Regions from separate parts of the Mus musculus genome. Here region 2 is linked to region 1. The links are chromatin contacts, called in public Hi-C maps. All regions are on one chromosome and are shown on one strand. Each heading gives the region's core, a stretch centred on a gene start, on an enhancer-like site or on the middle of the called end of the contact. The rest is flanking DNA. Distances are from core to core; before and after follow the strand shown. Region 1 holds the start of Mrpl40 (mitochondrial ribosomal protein L40). Region 2 holds the start of Abcc5 (ATP-binding cassette, sub-family C (CFTR/MRP), member 5).

Region 1 (6,256 bases), core at 800-3,299:
GCTCGGACTAGGCTCCAAACTTTAAAATCTGTTCTTAGCTGAACTTCAGAATCATACTGTTTAATGTAGAGAGCATGTCGTACCCAGTCTACGTCTACGATCTTCCTTGTGAACGCCCCCTCCCCCTCCAAAAAAAAAAAAAAAAAAAAAAAAAAAGTTCGGCTGTGAATAAAAAGCACCCAGGACCAATTTTTTTTTAAATTTGGCCACGTGGATTTTTAAAAAGAGAAAAATGCATCTACTTGCCTTCTTTTACGCGGGCGCGCGCACACACACACAAAAACACACACACAACTGTAGCTCCCTCTAGATGCAATACAAAGTAGAAAGGAGGAAAGACCCTTCCTCTTTCAGCAGAGCTTGGCTGCTTCCTCGTGCTTCCTTCGGGTCCTTCCAGAGACTCAAGTACTAGCTGGGGGGAAAGGCTCTAGCTCTTCCTCACTCGCTCGGCAGAGAGCAAACAACCTCCTGCAGTAGTTCTCGACAAAACTGGATGCCACCGGCTGCTTTCTCCACCAGGGTGTAGGAATCTGCTATTTGAAGTCACTATCACGGATCCAAAGTCGCTTGTCTCCTGTGCACCACTGGCCCCAATCTTAGTCATCTGAAGCCCCAATCCTTACATTAAACGTGGTTCTTTCGTGGTCCTCCGTAGGACCTGAGCCCAGGCCCTTCCCATTCCAGGATCGCAATAGCCCGAGTGGGGGCACTGTCACAAACTCCAGGCCTCAGAAAGGGCAATACAGCCAGTAAGTATCTCATGCAGATTCACCGAGCCGCTGAAAGGCCACAAGGGGGATGTCGCCCCAGTTTCATACTCACAACCATCTGAGCACATACTGGATGGTGAAGCCGGATGGCAGCACCAGGTCGGTACCCAAGCCGGCTCACCAGAGCCAGGCATCCCAGATTAAGGGTGGGCGGCGCAGGACACAGCGCCATTGCCTGAGGCAAAGGCGGACTTCGCTGCAACCAGCCCGAAGCACGTGCCCGGGCTCGCCGGTGTCCCAGAGCCGGGGACAAAGTCTGCTCCTGCCCGTTCTGCAGCTCCAGCACCCGGCACCAGCGTCTGGACAAGGTGGGCAGGACTTGAGCACCGCCGCAAGCCAATCCCAGACCCCACCCCGATGCAGGTTCGGCCGCCCACGACTCCTGCGTGCACTCACCATTGTGGTTGACCCAGGTTGGCTTCAAGAGCTTCATTGTTCGGCCGCTGCCGGGCTGAAGCCAGAGCCGTGTCCCTCAGCACGCCTGGGCCATGGAGCTGCCGCAGCTTCCTCCCGCGCCGCCCGCCCTCCGGCCGCCGCCCACCCTTGCCCTCAGCGCCGCCGCGCCATCGCCGGCCCGTGCCCCCAGCCGCCGCCACAGCCGCCTCCTGCGCTCGGCCGCCGCCGCCGCCGCCACAGCCGCATCCCCTGCGCCGCTCCTCCTCCGGCGGCTCCCGGGCAACGCCGGAAGTCACGGCGCGCACCTGCCAAATCGCCCCGGCGGGAAACCGCTCCCTACGCGGACCGGGCCGCCTCGGTTCTTCGGTAGACAGGGGGGGGAGGACGGGGATACTCCGCTGCCACTGATGTGGTCGCCGATGAGGGTCGGTGTGAGCAGGCTGGCAAAGCCTTGAGATCCCGCCCGGCGATGCAGAACCAGGGTGGTGTGCAGATCTCTAGTTCTACCTCCGCGGCTCCGAGTCCAGCTTAGTAACTAGCTTCCGCCATCCATCAATTCGCGCTATTGGGCATCTCGCGAGCGCCAGCCGGGCGGGCGCCAGCATGCATCTAGCGGCAGACGGCAGCGGGCCCTGAGCTCGATTGCATGCATAAAAGAACTAGGCTGGTGAAGGATAGGGGGCCAGACGGGCGCATTTATTAGAAGAGCGGGGCGTTTTCATAGATGTAAACACATAGGCCAGGCGGAGCAGAGAGCAGGAAAACACCGCAGCATCCACAGAAGGCGGGACGCCCGCAAAAGGGCGCGGCGAAGCCACCGTTGCTTGCCCGGGGCGGGGCTGCGTCGGGGGCGGGGCCAGCTGCGGGCCCGCCTCTCGGAATCCCAGACCCGCGAGTTCCGGGCCGAGGCCTGCCAGACCCGACCGGGTACCTCAGGTCGGACCGCCCAGGGGCGTGCTCCCGGAAGCTGCCCGCCAGCGGGTGGCGTGAAAAACTATGGCTACCGGGGTGATGCTGTGTGCTGCGCGGGCTCTGCGGCCTCGGAGCTGGTGAGTGTAGCCGCGGGTGGCAGAATACCCAGGGCGCGTGCGCGGGCTTTGCCCCGTAGCTGCTCGCTAGTGCTCGCAGATTATTTCTGGGCATGAGCCTACCGCATCTGTTGCGGATGAAAATCCGAACTGGAAGTGTACTCACTTAACAGGCTATTTGCCTAACAAGTGTGAAGCCTAAGTCGTGCTTAAGTGGTGGCCTACTCCTGCAACCCCAGCACTATGGAGGTGGAGGCTAGGTCAGAAAGTCAAGGTCGTAACAGCTGCATACAAACCTGGCTATATTACACCCCATTTTTAAAAAGAAGAAAAAGACGCCGGGCGTGGTGGAGCACGCCTTTAAACCCAGCACTTGGGAGGCAAAGGCAGGCGGATTTCTGAGTTCGAGGTCAGCCCAGTCTACAAAGGGAGTTCCAGGACAGCCAGGGCTTTACAGAGAAACTCTGTCTCAAAAAAACCCAAAAAAAAAAAAAAAAAAAAAAAAAGGAAGAAGAGCAATGTGTTTTTAAAAATCCAAGGATATGTTTTATAGAAGGGACGTATAGTACAGTGGGAGGGGGTACTTTACTCAGTGGTCCACACTGAAGCATCCCTCCTTCCTTCCTCGAGGTACCAGTCATATACTAGACAGGTCTAGTATAGAATAGAGTTTATTTGTGGGTATGGGAAGGGGAATTGAGAAGAGAGTAGAGGCAGAGAAAGAGAGGGGACAGAGAAGGGGAGAGAGAGAGAGACAGAAAGAAACAGAGAGACGGAAGAAGAAGGAGAAGAAGAAGAAGATCCTGCCAGAGCAAGTAAAGGCTCTGCCCCAGTGAGAAACAGAGTTCTGTAAATTCCTCACTTTGACCTTGCTGGCCTAATACAAATGAACTAGACATGGTGGAGCAGCTGAGGCAAGAAAATTGTCTCAAGTTGCAAGATAGCCCGAATTAGGGAGACTTTTGTCTGAAAAAAATACAAAATAGATACTTACAAACATCCTCCGGGTTTTAGGAAGACCTATAGTTATGTGTATGTGCCTTCTCTTTCCCCAGATCTTTATACATACCCTTCTCTCCTTCAGGATCCCTGGAACCTGCCAGGCACACGTCAGACACACCCACCAGAGAGCTTCCTTACTGGCCTTCTGGGATCTCATCCCCATGAGGTAAAATCCAGCATAACCCTTAGCTCTTGGGGTATGAGAAACACGTGTATGCATATGACCAAAACAAAGCAAGAGTGCCCAACCTTGGGTTAGCAAGCAGATTTCAGTCTGTGGAACTAATAGTTAAATTTAAGTGGATGCCTCTGTCCTTTGAAGGAGCTCTGTACTATGATAGCATAGCATATATGTATTGCTACTTGAGTAGTTTAAATAAGTAGCAGCTAGATTTAAGGAGTCTTATGTGTTTCAAAGGGCATATCTTAACTTCTGTATTTCCATAGGCCTTGCTCTTCCCTGCTCATTCTGATTCACTGAGTGGGAGAAAGGTTCAAAGACTAATAATAGTTACTCTAGGAACTTTGGATGCTTTCTTGGGGCTTTATTTAGTTTATTGCTAAAAGGTTTGCTTTAAGGGTTTTTTTTTTTTAATGTTTATGTTCCTGACATATGTATACACATGTGTTTGGGGTGCCCAAAGCCAGTCAGGGGTTATAGCTCTCCTAGTTACAAACAGTTGTGAGCCCCTGATGTGGGTTCTGGGAACCAAACTCCAGTGTTTAAGATCTGCAAGCACTCCTTGTAACTCCTAAGTCATCTCTCCAGCTTCAAATTTGATTATTCCTAATGCCACATTTAGCCTGGGAAGTGTGTTCCTAAAAGTAAATCAGATACTTGCCAAAGCTTTAGGACATGGCTAATTTTGTAATGTGTTATGTCTACATGCATGGTGCCCACAAAGGCCAGAAGAGGGTCCCAGATCCCTTGGAACCAGAATCAATGATGGTTGTAAGCTGCCATGTGAGTGCTGGGAACAAAACCTAGATCCTCGGCAAGAGCAGCAAGTGTTCTTAACCACGGAGCCCTCTCAACACCCCAGAAACTGATTTAAAAAAAAAAAAATCTGGCAGTCATTTTTACTGTCCTGTCTCTTTTAGTCTTGAAGCATTTTGTAAATCACAAATTCATTTCAAATGTGAATGAGCTTTTACTCCCTTAGTTCAGCACGTTCACTTCTCAGGGCAGCTTTAAGATACACCTGAATCACAGACTGGCACTTCCAAGCTAAGAATGTAGCTTGGTTTATTGGATCCTTGCCTAGCATGCACAAAGCCTTAAGTTAATCCCCAGCACCAGAATACTGGGAGTAGTAGAAAATAACTAGGCTGGAAGTCTGGAGGTAGAGACAGTAGGATCAGAGTTCAAGGACATCCTTGACAACATAGCCAGTTAAAGGCAAGCTAGGACTGTGTAAGAATAAAAGTTAAAAAAAAAAAAAAAGTTGGGCAGTGGTTGCACACCCCTTTAATATCAACACTTGGGAGGCAGAGACAGTTTGACAAGGCCAGCCTGGTCTACAGAGTGAGTTCAGGACAGCCAGGGCTACAGAGAAACCCTGTCTCAGAACCACCCACCCCACCCCACCAACAAAAAGAAAGAATCAACAGTTCCTCTTAGTAGATCCCTGTCCTTCCTGGAATTGATAGGACCCATACCGTCCTCGGGAAGACAGTGGACTAAGCTCGTGGAGTTAGGGCTGCGGACAGCTTTCTTGTTAGCATATAGCACAAGTATGAGATACTTTATTTAGCATCCTATCCGTCCTGAGGTTGAGTGCTTGTACCCACTAGAGCAGAACCTCTGCGGAAGAAGAAGAAGGTAGACCCCAGAAAGGATCAAGCAGCAAAGGATCGCTTGAAAAAGAGGATCCGAAAACTGGAAAAAGCCTCCCAAGAACTGATTCCTATTGAAGATTTTATTACCCCTGTGAGGTTCTTGGATAAATCAAGGTAAGAGTTCTCCTCTGGGAGACATCTTTAATGCAAAGGAGTTCCTCAAGTAGTTCTAACTGAAGTTCATGTCTGTGGTAGGAACAAGTGAGTAGGTTTGACTTGGCCCTGACCTGAATCCTTTTCATTTTGATTGTGCTTTTGGGGATTTTGGGGGGAGATTCTCAGGGAGTTTAGATCAGCTTTGCTCCAGGGTTCGTGTTATTTATTTCCATGAGCCTTGGCTCTGACCCTTGACATAGACCCTAGCTCTGTAGCCCTCATCCTATCAAAAGTGCACAGTTTATAAAACCGTACAAGTTGGGAAGCACCAGTGTTTTTCTAGTGTTCTAGGACTAAACAAGCTCTTGTCTCTAGTTGGTGTTTGTTTCATTTTTCTACTGTACCCCCAGCTCACCAAAAGGATAATTTGCCTGGGGCAGAAACAGTATAGTTCTCTCCAAGCAGGCAAGCAGGCTCCTTCTGCCGGAGGAAAGCAGCTGCTGCCATGTTCTATGCTGAGCGGTTTTTTTTTTTTCTTTTTTTTTGTAATATGTAATTGTGTGTTGGGAGTATGTTCATATGAATGCAAGTACCCTTACAGGCAGCAGATGCTCTTGGCTTGAGTTATAAGCAGTTTTGAGCCACATAATTCTAGTGCTAAGAAGAAATTCTGGTGTCTAAGAACAGTAAATGCTCTTAACCTCTGAATCCTCCCCCCAGCCCTGACATTACATTCTTAATATATCCTCAAATTTACTATTTTCCTGAGCCCTGGTTATGCCTGGCCGTGCTGGTAGTAGGGCACTTAAGTCATGTGCAGTCACAAGGGTCCCTCTGCAATAGTGTCAGTACTCTTTGGCCTCCCATGTTTGCTCTATGTGTTTGTTCACAGACAGCGACCTCAGGAGGAGCATTCACCTGAGGAGAGTGAACGGAGAGCTCTTCTGCTGAAGAGGTGGGCACTGTTTAAGCAGCAGGAGCATGAGATGGAGAGGGACGCCATCAGATCCATGCTAGAAGCCCAGCAGGAAGCCCTGGAGGAGCTGAAACTTGAATCTGCAGAGCTCTATGCCGAGGCCATAAAGCGGGATACCAGCCTATTCCCCTTCGAGAAAGAAGGGCCAC
Region 2 (6,351 bases), core at 2,068-4,567, 1.5 Mb before region 1:
CCAACCCCCTACCATTGTTTCTGAACTAAGTTTGTGTTGTGTTTTACTTCACGCAGTGGCTTGTCTGGGTTCAAGAGAGAAAGGGACTGTGGCAAAGTGTGGGTTTGCCTGAGGTGTACCACAGAGGTTGTGGCATGAGGCTGGCATGGTAACGACCCACCACTGGGAACTTAGTGAGCTGGGTGGAGAGATTTTGGAGTTCTGAGTCAGAGAGTCTCCACAAGATAAAATCAGGCCAGTCATTGCCTGCCAGTGCATGGATGGCCAGGCAGCCGGGGCAGAGAGATGCTGGCACAAGAGCGGAGTGAGCTTGTTCATTTTTAATATTTCCAGCAACACTTACCCTACAAGAAAAACAGGGATTAGAGATGGAGAAGAGACTGAGGGAACAGCCCACCATTGACCAGCCCAACTTGAGACCCATCCCATGGACAAGCACCAATCCCTGACATTATTAATGATACTCTGTTATGCTTGCAGACAGGAGTCCAGTATGGCTGTCCTATGAGAGTCTCCACCCAGCAGCTGACTCAGACAGATATAGACACCCACAGCCAAACAGTGGATGGAGCTTAGGGACTCTTAGGGTAGAATAGGAGAAAGGACTGCAGCCCCTAATGGGATAGGAACTCCATAGGAAAAACCACCAGAATTAACTAACCCGGACCCTTGGGGTTCTCAGAGACCGAACCACCACCCAAAGAACATGTATAGGCTGGACCTAGGCCTCTCTGCACATATGTAGCAGATGTGCAGCTTGGTCTTTGTGTGGGCCCTGAAGAACTGAGCGGGGGCTATCCCAAAAGCTGTTGCCTATATGTGGGATATGTTCTTGTAGCTGGGCTGCCTTGTTTGGCCTCAGTGGGAGAGTAAACACCTATTCTTTCAGAGACTTGATGTACCAGGATTGGGAGACACCATAGGGGACCCCCACCTGCTCAGAGCAGAAGGGGAGGAGGGATGGGGAAGGTTTGTGGGAGGAGGTGACTGGGAAGGAGACAGTGATGGGGATGAAAACTGAATAAATAAATACGAACAAACAAGCAAACAAACAGACCAACACTTACAGAGATGTAATTCAGTTGCCAGAGAGCTTGCCTCTCATGCTGGGCTTAGTCACCAGCACTGTTTATCACCCGTAATTCCAGCACTATGGAGGTAGACAGGAGGACCAAAGGTGCTGGTCACCTTTGCCTACTTGGCAAGTTCAGCTTCTGAAATCCCAGAGATTCTACCTCAATTAAAGAAAGAAAAACCAGTTATAACTTGTGGCTCATCTTTTCAATTAATGACATCTCACATATGTCAAGGCCCGAGTAGCTGCTGCCGGTCCAGCCACTTTATGTTGTTATTACTGTTACAAGGAAACTTTCTCATGCACGAGTTGATTGCATACTCTGTTATGTTTTTTTTTTTTTTTCTTTCGAGACAGGGTTTCTCTGTATAGCCCTGGCTGTCCTGGAGCTCACTCTGTAGACCAGGCTGGCCTAGAACTCAGAAATCTGCCTGTCTCTGCCTCCCAAGTGCTGGGATTAAAGCGTGCGCCACCACGCCCGGCTCATACTCTATTATGTTATGTGCTTTGATGCTCTTGGAAACCAATCACAACAAAGGTCAGTAAGAACTGCTTTGTATAGTTAGCTACAGCAAGCACGTCCCGCACTGGTGAATGAGCCTTTATGGTTTTTGCTTTTATAAGCTTCTCCTGCACCAATGTAAGAAGTTATTTGGAATAAGACTTCCATTTTGAGTAGGGGTTTAATAGTTTTAAATTCCTAAGAACTCTTTGGGGTTTGACATCCTACATGGCAGAAAAAGATATGGACATGGGTAACTGATATCCTGGTTGGCAAGTTAAGGCATGGATGTTAGGCAATGCAAGTTGATCCCCCAACCAATGGGAACAGGATACGTGTACAACAAAGACCTGCTCCAGAGGAAGTCCTTATCCCTAAATCCTGATTGGTGGAAGAACTTGACACAGATGTTTGTGGATTTCAGACTTAAAAAGCTCTGTAGATTCTGGCTCGAGGTTGCAGTCAGCTCCTGAGTCTGGTCTTTGACCCTGATCAGTCAGTCCCAGGACATACGCTCCATAAACTATCCCTGTCTGCCTGAGATCAGTGTTTGGTGGTTTGTCTGGCGACTCCTTGACCCCAACAATATATATCTTAATTTTAAAATAGTGAAACATAATCAGCTTTTTGTTATTATGACAATATGACAAATACCGGAGAAAACATGAACTTAAAGGAGAAAATACTTATTTTGGCTCAGGTTTTTATCCATGGTGAACTGGTTTTGTTAGTGTGTGCTCGGCACAAGGCTGAACATCATGACAGGAAGGGGTAACACACATCTCTCAAAGGTATACTTCCAGGGACCAACTTCCTTTAACAAGCCTCCAAGTCCTCATATTCTACTAGCTTCTAATAGTGACATGGAACAATCAGTCAATATTAAACCGTTCATTAACTCAGAGTCTTCATGATCCAACTTCCTGAAAGCCCAGCTCTGAACACTGCCTATCTTCCTGAGCTTTCTGTGTGTCAAATATACATCCTGTCAATAAGTCCAGCTTTATGACATTAGTGTTCACAGTAGCTAACTAGGTAGTTGTATGATGGACAATCCAGTTTACTTTCTTTTTAAATCCCTTAAATGGGTAACCATAAACAAGCCCCGGGTAGTTTAAAGGTTGGGAGGCATGCAATAGAGTAGTCTTTATATTATGATACTAAAATAGATAAAATAGAAAAAATAAAACGACTAATGCCTCGGGAGCTTTACATTTATTTATAAAAATAGATTGATTAGTTAGTATATCATTTTGACATCCCTTGTCACTTTGGAAATTGCGATTCTGGCATTTCACTACTTAGAAGTCAAGAAGCTGAGATAGATGGGTAAGAGAAAAGATCCAAAGGTACCATTCATGCAGAACGTGGAGGACTCATGCACCCATTAAGTGACACCACAGCTAAGAGTTGGGGCTGGACAGAAGCAGGCTATGATGACCTTCACGATGTTTTCTGGCACGTGGAACCGCCGCATAGATTTGGAAGTTCCTGACTTTGAACCTCTGGCTGTCAGAGAATACAGCGCCACCGGCTACCCCGACCCGCCTGCCCAGCCCCCGTGACTAAGGCAGAGAAGGTTCCAGACTGGGCATCAGAAACCGGGGAAGGATGGGGCAGCACGAGATGCGCGCGGGTACTGTGAGCAGCCTGCACCCCATCCCGGGCACCAGCGGTGCTTCTGGGAAACGTAGTCTTTTGCGGTGTGCGGCGCTGGGGGCTGCCGGATGAGGGACTACGATTCCCTTCGGTCTTGCGCAAGCTTTGTGCATCGCGCTTGCGCGTTGTGGGGGACTATGCCGCTATAAAGGCTTGTTTTGCTCAGGGTCCGATGTTCGCGAGCGTGCCCGGGCTGTTTGCTCTCGTGTGGGGAGGCTGGGGTGCAGGTAGGTGACGGTTCACGCCTTTTTCATGCAGTGTCGGAGGCTGTCACGGGCTCACTTCTTTGGGCTCTCCAAGGCGGGGTGGGCGGTGGGAAGCCTCGGACGGGAGAAACGGGGCCTGTCTCGTTCCGATCTCGCGCGGTCCCCGGCTTGTTGGCGACCTCGCGGGCTGTGCGGAGGTCTAGATGTTAGAAGGCAGGAGGGGAGGTTTGATGGGTGGTCACGGCCGGCTCCACTCTCCGCGCGGCCACCAGGGGGAGCTGCGTTCGCTGTGGGTGGGTCGTGGAGCCTGTGCTCGCAGGCCCGGGGCTGGCATGGGAACGCCCTAGGGCCGGGTGGCGGAGCTGTCCAGAGAGAAGCCCCAACCTCCCTCCGGGACTGGAGGCTGTCAGCCACTTACTACGTAAGTCATTATCTATGTTTTGTTTTGTTTTTTGTTTGTTTGTTTTGCTACTGGTATGTGGAGGTACGTGGCATCAGCACACACAGCGAAGCCGAGGTAGAGATGGGAGCCTAGATCTTCTGTCACCAGTGTCCTTTTCGGTGCTGACACGCAAAGGAGCTAGTGGCTTTGTGTTTATAACACCTGGATTTGGTGTTTTCGTACAGATGTGGGAGTCTCGATGCAGGTGGGCACAGGAATGACCGGGGAAGTCTTGAGTTCCGAAGGGAGAAATGGATGGGTTTTACTGGGGTCTCTGGAGTAAGTGACAGGTGAGGGAGCTTGGAGGCACAGGTGGGCCCTGGGGGAGAGGTGGGGGGGGCGTGATAAGTGGTTCAGCTTCCTTGTAGCTTCCAGTAGCTTCCAGTAGCTGCAGGGCCTGAAGGAGCTTCCTGAGGCGCCTAAAACCTGAGAGATGTTGCGATAACAGAACTTGGAAACACCAACCTGGTTAGTTACAGTTCTCCAGGCCTACACAATGCCCCTCCCCCCTGCAGAATCGTCACATCCACCCCTCTTCACTGGAAAGAGAATTTTAGAGCAAAACCAGGTGGCCCCCAACCCTGTCAGTTTTGAGTCGGGGTACTAATGTGAGAGTCCCCACTTTGTTTATTCTTCTTTCTCCCTTTATAGTGCTGGCTTAAACCAAAATATGCCAGGTTTTCCTAGTCCTGATACACACACCCTTTCCTTTGGATTTGGCAGGGCTGGGGACTGGAAAGAACCTCTGGCCTACATGCTTTTATCACTGAGCCTAAGTTAGCATTAGTTTTATAAAAAGACTTTACATTAGCTGCAAGGGAGTTGTCTAGAAAATGGGAAGTATGAATTGCTCTTTGGGCTGGAGAGGGTCCTGGTGTAGTAATCCTTTCTTAGTTGATTGCTTCATATCCATATTCACCTTAGCCCTACTCTACCGGCTTCTGTGTGTTCTTCTTGTCATATCCCAGACACACAGAAGATGGTGGTCTCCTTGTGTTCAGTGTGAAGAAACAGTAACTTTATGGCTACTCAGGTGTTTGCATACTTTAAGGTGCTGCACCTTTATTTATTTATTTATTGAAAGTGAAGCTATGACATTGGTGAAGATCATGGGGACAACGATTCCCCATACCCCATTCTTATAGAAACTCGCTTTGTCTGGAAGGTTAGGGAAGTTAGAATAGGCCACTGAAGTCCTATCTTATCTCACCATTAGGAAAACAGTTGTTTCTGTCAAAACTGTCTTTGCTACCACAGTCTGTGTGTACACTTTACCGGTTCCGCTTCATAATATATGATTGAACACACACAACTGAGAAAAAACATTGCCTCGTACAGTTCTTCGATAACTTTCCCTGTTGTTCTTGATGTGTTTGGTGTTGTGAATGGGGTCCCTTGGGCTCCTCCCTTTTAAGCTTCCCCAGCCCCCTCTTGCCTATTTTTAAAGTAGCGAGTAATCTTCCTCTTCCAGATGACAATGGCAGATGCCAGATCTGTTTATAGCTTGGCTTTCGGAAGAGCCAGAGCCACAAGCGTTGTTTTTGCTTAGTAAGCTGGTTTTGGTTTTGTTTATAGTGTACACAGTCATTGGGCTAGGTGCTCTTTCTTTCTTCCTTTCTTTCTTTCTTTCTTTCTTTCTTTCTTTCTTTCTTACTTTCTTTCTTTCTTTCTGTCTTAAATAAACAACTTATCTGTATCAACTTCCAGTGCTTGAACCAGAATTCTGATAAGCAAAATGGCCAGTCCAGCCCTCATTGGAGATTTGAGGGTCTTAATTTTTTTTTTAAGATTTATTTATTATATCTAAGTACACTGTAGCTGTCTTAAGACACACCAGAGGAGGGCGTCAGAGCTCATTACGGATGGTTGTGAGCCACCATGTGGTTGCTGGGATTTGAACTCAGGATCTTCGGAAGAGCAGTTGGTGCTCTTAACCACTGAGCCATCTCTCCAGCCCTTTTTTGGTTTTCGAGACAGGGTTTCTCTGTATAGCCCTGGCTGTCCTGGAACTCACTTTGTAGACCAGGCTGGCCTTGAACTCAGAAATCCACCTGCCTCTGCCTCCTGAGTGCTGGGATTAAAGGCATGCGCTACCACTACCCGGCTTAATTTATTATTATTATTTTTTTTTTACTTCAAGGATTAATAAGTATTTTTCTTCTGATGATTTAAAAATGAGTAATAGGAGCTTGGGATGTACCTCTGCTGTCAGAGTGCTTGCCTGAAGTTTGCAAAGCCTTGGGTTCCATCCCCCGCACCAGATAAACTGGGCGTAGTAGTGCAGTTTTGAAATCCCAGCTGTTGTGATGTAGAGTCAGGAGGGTCAGAAGTTCAAGGCCATCCTTCGAAGACCAAGAGTAGGAAGCCAACCTGGGCTACTTACTTGAGATCCTGTGTCAAAAACAGCAATGCCTTACAGTTGTCAAAATTTTGTGCTGCAAGAGACACAGTCCTTACTAGTGTCATC

What was found. Hi-C and Micro-C count contacts between places; a contact is called where the count stands out from the background.
Region 2: a Hi-C map of muscle stem cells shows a contact between it and region 1, with 3 times the contacts expected there. The contact joins the promoter of Abcc5 here to the promoter of Mrpl40 in region 1. A contact is called at or near these places in 2 of 39 promoter capture datasets (cranial neural crest and embryonic stem cells), 2 of 484 Hi-C or Micro-C datasets (embryonic stem cells and muscle stem cells) and 4 of 115 datasets of contacts at active chromatin or transcription factors (astrocytes, embryonic stem cells and neural tube).

The regions. Positions count from the first base shown.
Region 1 is chr16:18,872,430-18,878,685 of GRCm38.p6, reverse strand. Mrpl40 (mitochondrial ribosomal protein L40) reads left to right here and starts at 2,049. Exons shown (of 4, transcript NM_010922.2): 1 at 2,049-2,215; 2 at 3,279-3,362; 3 at 4,991-5,149; 4 at 6,024-6,256. The coding sequence starts at 2,163. It overlaps Hira (histone cell cycle regulator), which reads right to left and starts at 1,936. Exons shown (of 25, transcript NM_010435.2): 1 at 1,167-1,936. The coding sequence starts at 1,203.
Region 2 is chr16:20,423,360-20,429,710 of GRCm38.p6, reverse strand. It overlaps Abcc5 (ATP-binding cassette, sub-family C (CFTR/MRP), member 5), which reads left to right and starts at 3,317. Exons shown (of 30, transcript NM_013790.2): 1 at 3,317-3,463.